Regions from separate parts of the Anas platyrhynchos genome. Here region 2 is linked to region 1. A link is a contact called in public Hi-C data. All regions are on one chromosome and are shown on one strand. The core of a region is the stretch at or near the end of the contact, and the rest is flanking DNA. Distances in the headings are between cores, read along the strand shown. Region 1 overlaps PTPRM (protein tyrosine phosphatase receptor type M). Region 2 holds the start of PTPRM (protein tyrosine phosphatase receptor type M).

Evidence for each region. A called contact is a pair of places that touch in the nucleus more often than the background predicts.
Region 2: a Hi-C map of F1 follicle shows a contact between it and region 1, with 4 times the contacts expected there. The contact joins the promoter of PTPRM here to the enhancer-like site in region 1. A contact is called at or near these places in 2 of 8 Hi-C or Micro-C datasets (F1 follicle and subcutaneous adipose tissue).

The regions. Positions count from the first base shown.
Region 1 is chr2:50,785,941-50,789,748 of IASCAAS_PekinDuck_T2T, reverse strand. All of the region lies in intron 22 of PTPRM (protein tyrosine phosphatase receptor type M), which reads left to right. Among named protein-coding and RNA genes, the nearest start is that of RAB12, 60 kb to the right of the region's middle. Within about 2 kb of position 2,083, at least 2 of the 8 cell types and tissues checked have an H3K27ac peak or open chromatin away from gene starts, as enhancers often do. A contact at or near this core is called in F1 follicle and subcutaneous adipose tissue, where this site is marked.
Region 2 is chr2:51,234,452-51,238,259 of IASCAAS_PekinDuck_T2T, reverse strand. It overlaps PTPRM (protein tyrosine phosphatase receptor type M), which reads left to right and starts at 2,067. Exons shown (of 32, transcript XM_027452030.3): 1 at 2,067-2,504. The coding sequence starts at 2,432.

The sequences.
Region 1 (3,808 bases), core at 834-3,333:
TGTAGCTAGATGTGTCACATTGCCAAATGGCTAAGTATACAGCTTCGGAAGTCACAATTTGTGTTCATTATCTATCTACTGCCTGCATTGTTTGTTATATTTAGAAGTAGCGAGAACAACTTTCCACCTTCATTTTTAATTCTTATTTTCCCACATTAGACAATTTTGCTGGGAGATTTGGGAGAGAGGGGGGGCAGGTCAAAGAAGATAATCATATTCTCCAAATTTCTCAAATTATTAGTAAAATAAACATGTTTGGAACAATTGGACAGTGTACCTTGGGATGAATAGATTAAATCAGAGCATTTTCATTATGTCTCTGGCAATCACCCTTTTTATCTCATCTTGTGATGAACATCTGTATTTTTTGGCAACATGTTAGGATGTAAATGTGGGGTGTATCTGAACAAACTCTCAGTTATAGTTCTGCTCAGATGAGATTTCAAAATTATGTTTTCTACTTTGTGGCCGGTATTTACAGTTATGATAGCAACTGTGTGGAAAAAAAAAATCTAATGCATTTAATATTCAGTTTTGGATTCATGTATCAATTATTTAGCTAAACCTTCTGTTAGTAGTTTTTTTGTAAAATATGTACCAAATGTTTATAAAAAGGGAAAGAGATTCATCAAGACACAGTAGCTAAAGCTGTGCTAAAAAGAAAAAATGAACAAACATATGTTGCCAGCAATGTTTCTCATATTTGATGAATAAAACCATATTCTATTTTGTTGCAATTGTCTTTCCCTGTACAAACAAAAGCCCTGGTCCAATAAACATTTATAAGTGTGATTTCAGTTTACACTATTTAATCTGATTTTTTCTTTAAGACCCTTTCCTCTTTATTTGAGAATCCCTGGAGGGGATAGGAAACTGGTCTTTAAGCATTTGCTTAACTTTTGGCTCATCAGGAGTCCACAGAGTTCCCATGTCTAAAGCTCAGCACGTGCAGCAGCATTGCAGAACAAGAGCCAAAACCAAAAGTAGGAAGAAAGCTCAATTTTAATTATTTTTTTTAAAAGTGGGGAGGAAGAAAAAAGTTGTTTTTTTCCTCACAGTGAGTGAATCAGTTAGTGTTGGTCTGTGGCTACGACTGCGGCTCTGGCACCTTTCCCACAGCTGTTACAGCCCCAATTCCACTTGGGAGAGTTTTCAGGAAATTGTGTTGTCATGGATCCTTCTGCTCTGCTCCAGTCTGCTCCATGCCCCAAATCCCCTGTGCAGTACTGTATCCCCTATGGGCACAAGCTGCAGGAGGCTATAACTTCTGTGCAACATCCCCCCAGTGCTTCCCTAATTATTCCATTGGATCATCTTAAATAAAGTTTTTAAAAAAGGGGGAAACAAATCCAGCAGTTGAGGCATAAGAAGGTGGGGACTACTGTGCTTTTCTAAATTGGTCTTTCTAAATGTTCCCGGTTCTTAGTCATAATCCAGACTGTCTAGACTTACCAAGTTAGAAACAGGCATGTTTTCCTTCAAGGCTGAGCAATTTAATTCAGCTAGGGTGTTGTGTTTTTTTTTTTCCCCTGATTGTTTATTTTACTAAACTGGAATTGTTTGAGGATGGCAGGCACCCATCAGAAAGAAACAAGAAACAGAAAGACGTGCTGATGAGTGGTGCTGTTACCAGGACCACCGCAGCAGCTGTTTCCTCGGTACGTGCGTTGGCCGTGTTTGCGTGGTTCATGTTCCACCTATGGAAAGGATCACTGAGCAGGCAGGAAGAGGAAATTGGCTCCAGAGACGGGGTGCTCGGAGGGCTGCTCCAGGCCAGAGGCAGCATGAGTCGCCTTATTCTGCATGCAGAGTAAAAAAAAATCATCTTTAGTCGTAGGTGGGAAAGCCCTGTTTCAGAGGGTTCCCAGCAGTGACCGTAAAGGCTCAGTTTGCTGGCCTAAGGGATTTGAACAATGTCAATTGTCTGGATTCTTTTGACAATACAAACAAAACAATGAGCATTCAATGCGTTTCACTTAGCTTCTATCAGAGAGTTTTTGGAAATATGTCTAAACAGGATAAGATCTGAATAAATATCAAGTAGACGCAACAATAGATAGCAGTAGCAGCTACGAAACTGCTTGCAGCAACATTTAATGCTTTTAAAATGGTTGTTCATTGCTTATCGCTGATAGATGTGCTTGGGAGGGGAACACGCATTTGCCAGCGATCCTGAGGTTTAGGGATTGTCCCTCAGTGTGCCAAGGGGCCCTTGTCTGATGGAAACCATCTTCTGCAAACTGATGCCCTGCCTGGTTTTGTGCCCTTCAAGCCTCTCCCTATGGAAGGCAATTGTATAACCTGGTGTTTGCAAATTGTCCTGCAACTGTGCTGAATACCAGATGAAATGTGAAGAAAATAATTGTATTTATGTATTTATTCATTTATTTGTAGCTGATACTAATGTGGTTACTGGGTCTGAAGACAGGCATAGAGAAATAAATAAAAACCTGCTTATAGCTGCCTGAACTTCAGATCTGCTCTCAAGGAGCTTTCCCTCAGCTCTGTAAGCAGGAGTGAGCTGTCAGGATGCTTGTACAGCTCCGTGGCTGAGAGCCAGGCCTCACAACCAGAGTGTTATGATGAACTCTTTTACCTGGGAAGGATCCTGATGTAGGGCTGTGTTTTTCCATCCCTAACACAGTTTTATTCAGATTTAAATTTTATCCTGCTAACAAGTCAGGAGAAGGGTCAGAGCTACTTTGCCCTGACAGACTTCTGAGGCTATCAGCTAATGTTGCCTGTTTGCTGTCCAGACACTAAAGAAGGGTTATAGGTGATGATCAGCTACATCACTAGAAACTACTGTGATAAAGCACTTTCTTCTGCCCAACAGGACAAGGTTCAGCTGCATAATCCTTTATACACTGAACCTGGATTTGGTGTAAATAAATCACTTGAATTGTGCTTTACAGTTTTCACTGTATGCTTATATGTACATACTTCAGTTTTATCTTTTATTCATGACTAGACATGGTAATAATCTGAATATTTTGGCATGAAAAGGGGTTTGAGAAATGTTCTAACAGTTATGAAGTTTAATTTTTTGTTTTCTTTTGCCATTTTCCATCCAAATTTGAAGTCTGTGTTTTGACCCAGCAAATTTAAGTGTATATTTAAGCAAACCTGTGGATTTACATGTATTGAAAGATCAGTTTTAAATTTTCCCTTCAGTGAGAAAGAGAGAGAAAACGCTGCAAGCAGCAGATGTGTAACAGATGCTACTCCTAGCCCATACTGCACTACTGGACAATGGCCAGGTGCAGTGATGATAACATAGCTATTACCGTGATACAGCAGAATGAAACAGATACAAAAGCAATGTGTTAGCTTCCCCACCCACCGTCTTGCCCACCCAAATGAGAAGGAGGAGAATATTCTTAACTGTGTCAGCTAACTACATTGAAATATTCAATCCCCACAGCTACCTGCTTTAGGCAATAACAGAGTCCATGCTTCCTTTCTGAACATGCTAAATATTGTGAAGTTCATCCCATCTAGATCACACCGGGGCGCAGAAAATCTTAAATACATTTTGTAAAAGCCACCTTCTTTCCATCTGTGACGCAGACTTGGGGGTATTGGTGGATGAAAAACTGAATATGAGCCAGGAGTGTTGTGTTTGCAACCCAGAAAGCCAACCATATCCTAGGCTGCATCAAAGGAAGTGTGGCCAGCAGGTCAAGGGAGGAGATTTTCCCCCCTCTGCTCTGGTCTTCTGAGACCACACCGGGAGTACTGCGCTCAGCTCTGGGGCCCCCAGCACAAGAAGGACATGGACCTACTAGACGAAGTCCAGAGGAGGGCA
Region 2 (3,808 bases), core at 818-3,317, 450 kb before region 1:
ACCACTAGCGAGTATGTTTTATGCCTAAAGTTTTCTTGATGTTCTAATTCTTTTTTTTTGGTACTGATTCTGGACTGTTTTCATACACACTCTGGTATCAAAACTCAGTGAAACACAGCTAATGATTGCTGATCAGCCATGTGTGACCAGTGTTTTATGTTGTTGTCTTAGCTATTCCCCAAAGCTTAACTGTTTCGTTGATTTATTTTATTGAAAACAGAATGATTATGTCTTTGAAGGTCAATGACTTCATTCCTACTGCTTCTATAACTGTGACCATTCTTACCTACTCTTTCACAGAACTTGCTGACTTTCTGTATCATCCTCTGTAAGCTAACATTAGAGAGCAGTGAATATTGGCATGAAGTTTTCATTTCCCTGTCAAAAAGATAGGTCAGAGGTAAGGTTGTACGTCTGAACATGATACTTTATCATACTGTGTTAAGACTGACATTAGCTGATTAGAGCTAGATTTTTTATGTGTTTCTGGTCGTTACAACTAGAGAGAAGTCATCAGTAGCATAAGAACTAGTTTAACCGTAGATTTTTTAGTGTCAAATCTATTAGTAGATACATTTGAAAATTTAGTGTAAGTTAAATTACTTAGGAGACTTACTAAGTTTTTAAAAACAGTTCTGTAGCTGCACAAGGAACATTTCCAAGACTAGCTAGACTTTCTAACGTAGAGATGCTGTAACTGCAGCTTTTAGAGAGCATACAATTTGCATAAATTATGCACGGGAGAAAAAAAAAAAAGTAGAATTATTATTAAAAGAAAAAAAAGAAAGAAAGAAAATAGCATAGGTTATCAAGGTCTGGGGGGATTAAGAACTTTTCTGGGAGGAGGTGGGAGGCGCAGACAACTAGGAAATTCCAGGCAATTAATAGACGAAGAAAACGCTCACAGTTCAAGGGAAAAGTCTGACGTCAGGAAAGACAACAATTAATGCTATTCTGCCCCCTTGTGTTAACTCAGGAGGTAGCTGCTGCCTTTACACCCCACAGATCTGAAAAAGTTCACGTCCCTTCGTGGAGATGGCATCAGGTTAACACGGGCATTGCTAAACCAGTGCCCTGACAGCAGAGAGGCTGGGGGGCTCGCAGGAGGGGACGGAGCTGAAGGGCCTAACTTTGAAGAGGATGTGTTCTGTGTAAATATAGTACAGGATACGGATACATCTTTGATATGCGCTGTAAGTTGCAGAACTGCATGGGGGATGGGTTAAGGCTTCAGTGGCAACGGGATTGAAGCTAAGCACACATGAGGGTATCGTAAAAGAAAACAGAGGACCCGCTCTGGAGAAAACAGGCAACGCAGAACCCGAGCTTTTGTGGTTTTTATTTGCCAGCTCCAACCCTTAATTGCAGCACTACTTTGATTCTTGTTTCCACCGTTTTGTTTGTGACCCCGGGGAATAAACAGGAGTTAAGTTTGGCCAGCCACCTGCACCTGAAATAAAACAAGCAAAGAAACAAACAAATAAATAAGCTTTAGCTGAAAGTGATGATAGCCAACAAAAACACCTCCACCCCTAGATGCCAAGTTCGGAAAGGTTTAAAACCAATACACACATTATCGAGGTGTCTGAAGGTTGGGGACTCCAGGAGCCGCATCCCCCAAACGGAGAGGGCTGCGGAGTAAAAACCCGGGCCCCTCAGCGTGCAAGGGACGAAGGCAGCTCCGTTTTGAAAGGATTTTCCTCTCGGTTTGAAGCGTGGCCCCTCCGAGCCCATTTCCCACCCCCGGCAGGGCTGTGGGGCGGGCGGGCTGCCAGGGGCGCCCTAAGCAGCCGGGGCGAGGCGCTCAACTTTCAGGGCACGCGTTTGGGGGCTCGGTCCCCCGGCACCATCCCCGTCCCCGTCCCTGTCCCCATCCGGGACAGGAGCTGCGGGGCAGGGGGGGGGCGACGCCGCGACCCCCGGAGCCGCCCGCGGCGCCCGGCCCGCACCGCCTCGCCCTCTAGCGGGGCCGAGCGGCGCCGCCGCCGGCTGGGCGTGACTTTCCCCGCTCCCTTCAGCCCGCCCGCCTGCCGGGGGGGACCGCGAGTCAGTCAGGGAGCCGAGCTCAACCGGGACCGGCGGCGGCGCCGGGCGGGGAGACGCCGGCATTACGGCTGCCCCCCCCCCCTCCAACACACCCGCCCCGGCCACCGGGCTCCGGGCAGCGGGAGCCGGCGGGGAGGCAGCCCCCGGGGTGAGGGCAGCGGGCGGAGGAAGGCACCGCGGGGTCCCCGAGCCCCTCTCCGGGCACCCCGAGGAGCCGGAGGGGACGAGGAGCGCACGGAGCGGCTGCGGGGAGCCCCGAGGGGGAGTCCCGGCCGCCCCCTCCCCGCCTGCCCCAGCGGCTGGAGGGGGGCGAAGGGGGGAGCCTCCTACTTTTTGGCAGACACTTTGGCACTTTGCTGGATCCGCGGCAGGAAGGGGTGGAAATATGGGGAAAGTTGGGACTTGCCTGCTTACTTTGGCCGGACTTTTGCTGGCAGCGGGAGCGCAGACGTTCACAGGTAAGGGTCGGGGGGGGGGGGGGACACATTGCCTTGGGTTCCTCTCTCCTCACCCCCCACCCCCGGCGGGGCTGACACTTCGTAGCCGCTTTTTAAACGGGGGAAAAACAGAAAAAAACAGCAACAACAACAAAAGTGTCTGCAGGAGGAGGAGAGGAGGCGGCGGGCGGGATGCCGCTGGCGTGCGCCTGGACGGGAAGGGCGCCGAGGGGAGGGGAGGGAAGGGCGAGCGGCCGGCGGGGTCGGGCCGGGCCGTGCCCCGCTCGGGCTGCGGCTCTTCCCCGCATCCCCCTTGCCAAAAGTTTCCCCCTGACCCCTGCCGGGGAGGCTGAGGGGCGAGGGGAGCCCCCCACGGGCAGCCCCCGCCGTCGGGCGGCCGCGACACGGCGGGGTCGCAGCTTTGGGGGACCCCCCCCGTGCGTGGGGCTGGCGGGGCTGGCAGCCGGCGGAGCGGCGAGCCCCTCTTCCCTCGGGTCCTCGGGTGGGTTTTCGCAGCCCCCCGCTGCTCCCCCGTCCTTTTTCCGTGCCGAAGAAACCCGTAATTTCAGACGGGAATCCGGGTTGTGAAATCCCCTTCGCAGCGGAGCGCGCAGAGCTCGCTCCGGGGAGGGGGGGGGGGAGGGATGTGTGTGTGTGTCGTGGGCTGTTTCCAGCACGAAGTTGCTGCAAAGTACGGTGAAGAAATTGAAGACATCTGGTCCTCAGCTCATGAGAAGTCAGCTTCGGTGGGGAGCGAGGCTTGGAGGCTTCGCTGGGTGCGCAGGCTGCTTGCCGGGTGTTTTGGGCGCACGCCGTGCTCCCGTGCGGCTCTGTGGCTACAGCAAGTTTTATTGGGGGGGGGGGGGGGGGGGAGGTAGAGAGTTCGTGGTCTGCTTTTAAACTCGTTTAAAACTAGAAAAATCTGGGTTTATGTCAGGTCCCAGCGACCTTTTGTGTATGCAGCTGCATTTCCCTTAAATTCTCCGCCGCGTTTTTTACTGCGGGTGAGACAGAGGGCTCCTGAGCAGAGAGATGTTTAGCACCGAGATGAGATATACGAATGATGAAATCTTTTTCCAAACAGTCGTGGTAGGACGAAGCTGAGCTCTGTAGTGAATTATGGAACTGAACTCATGTATATTAGCCCTATAACTCATTAATATGGGAAGTCCAGTGTCCGGGCTTCAGTGAGAGCTCTTCCTTTATGAAGACAAATCCGTAACTCACTGCTGACCTGCACAAACTCCTGTACTCCTTGTTCAAAGTTGAGCTAGGGCAGCTCTTATTCTGGATATGTAAGTGACTTGCGTGTGTGATACGCCGAT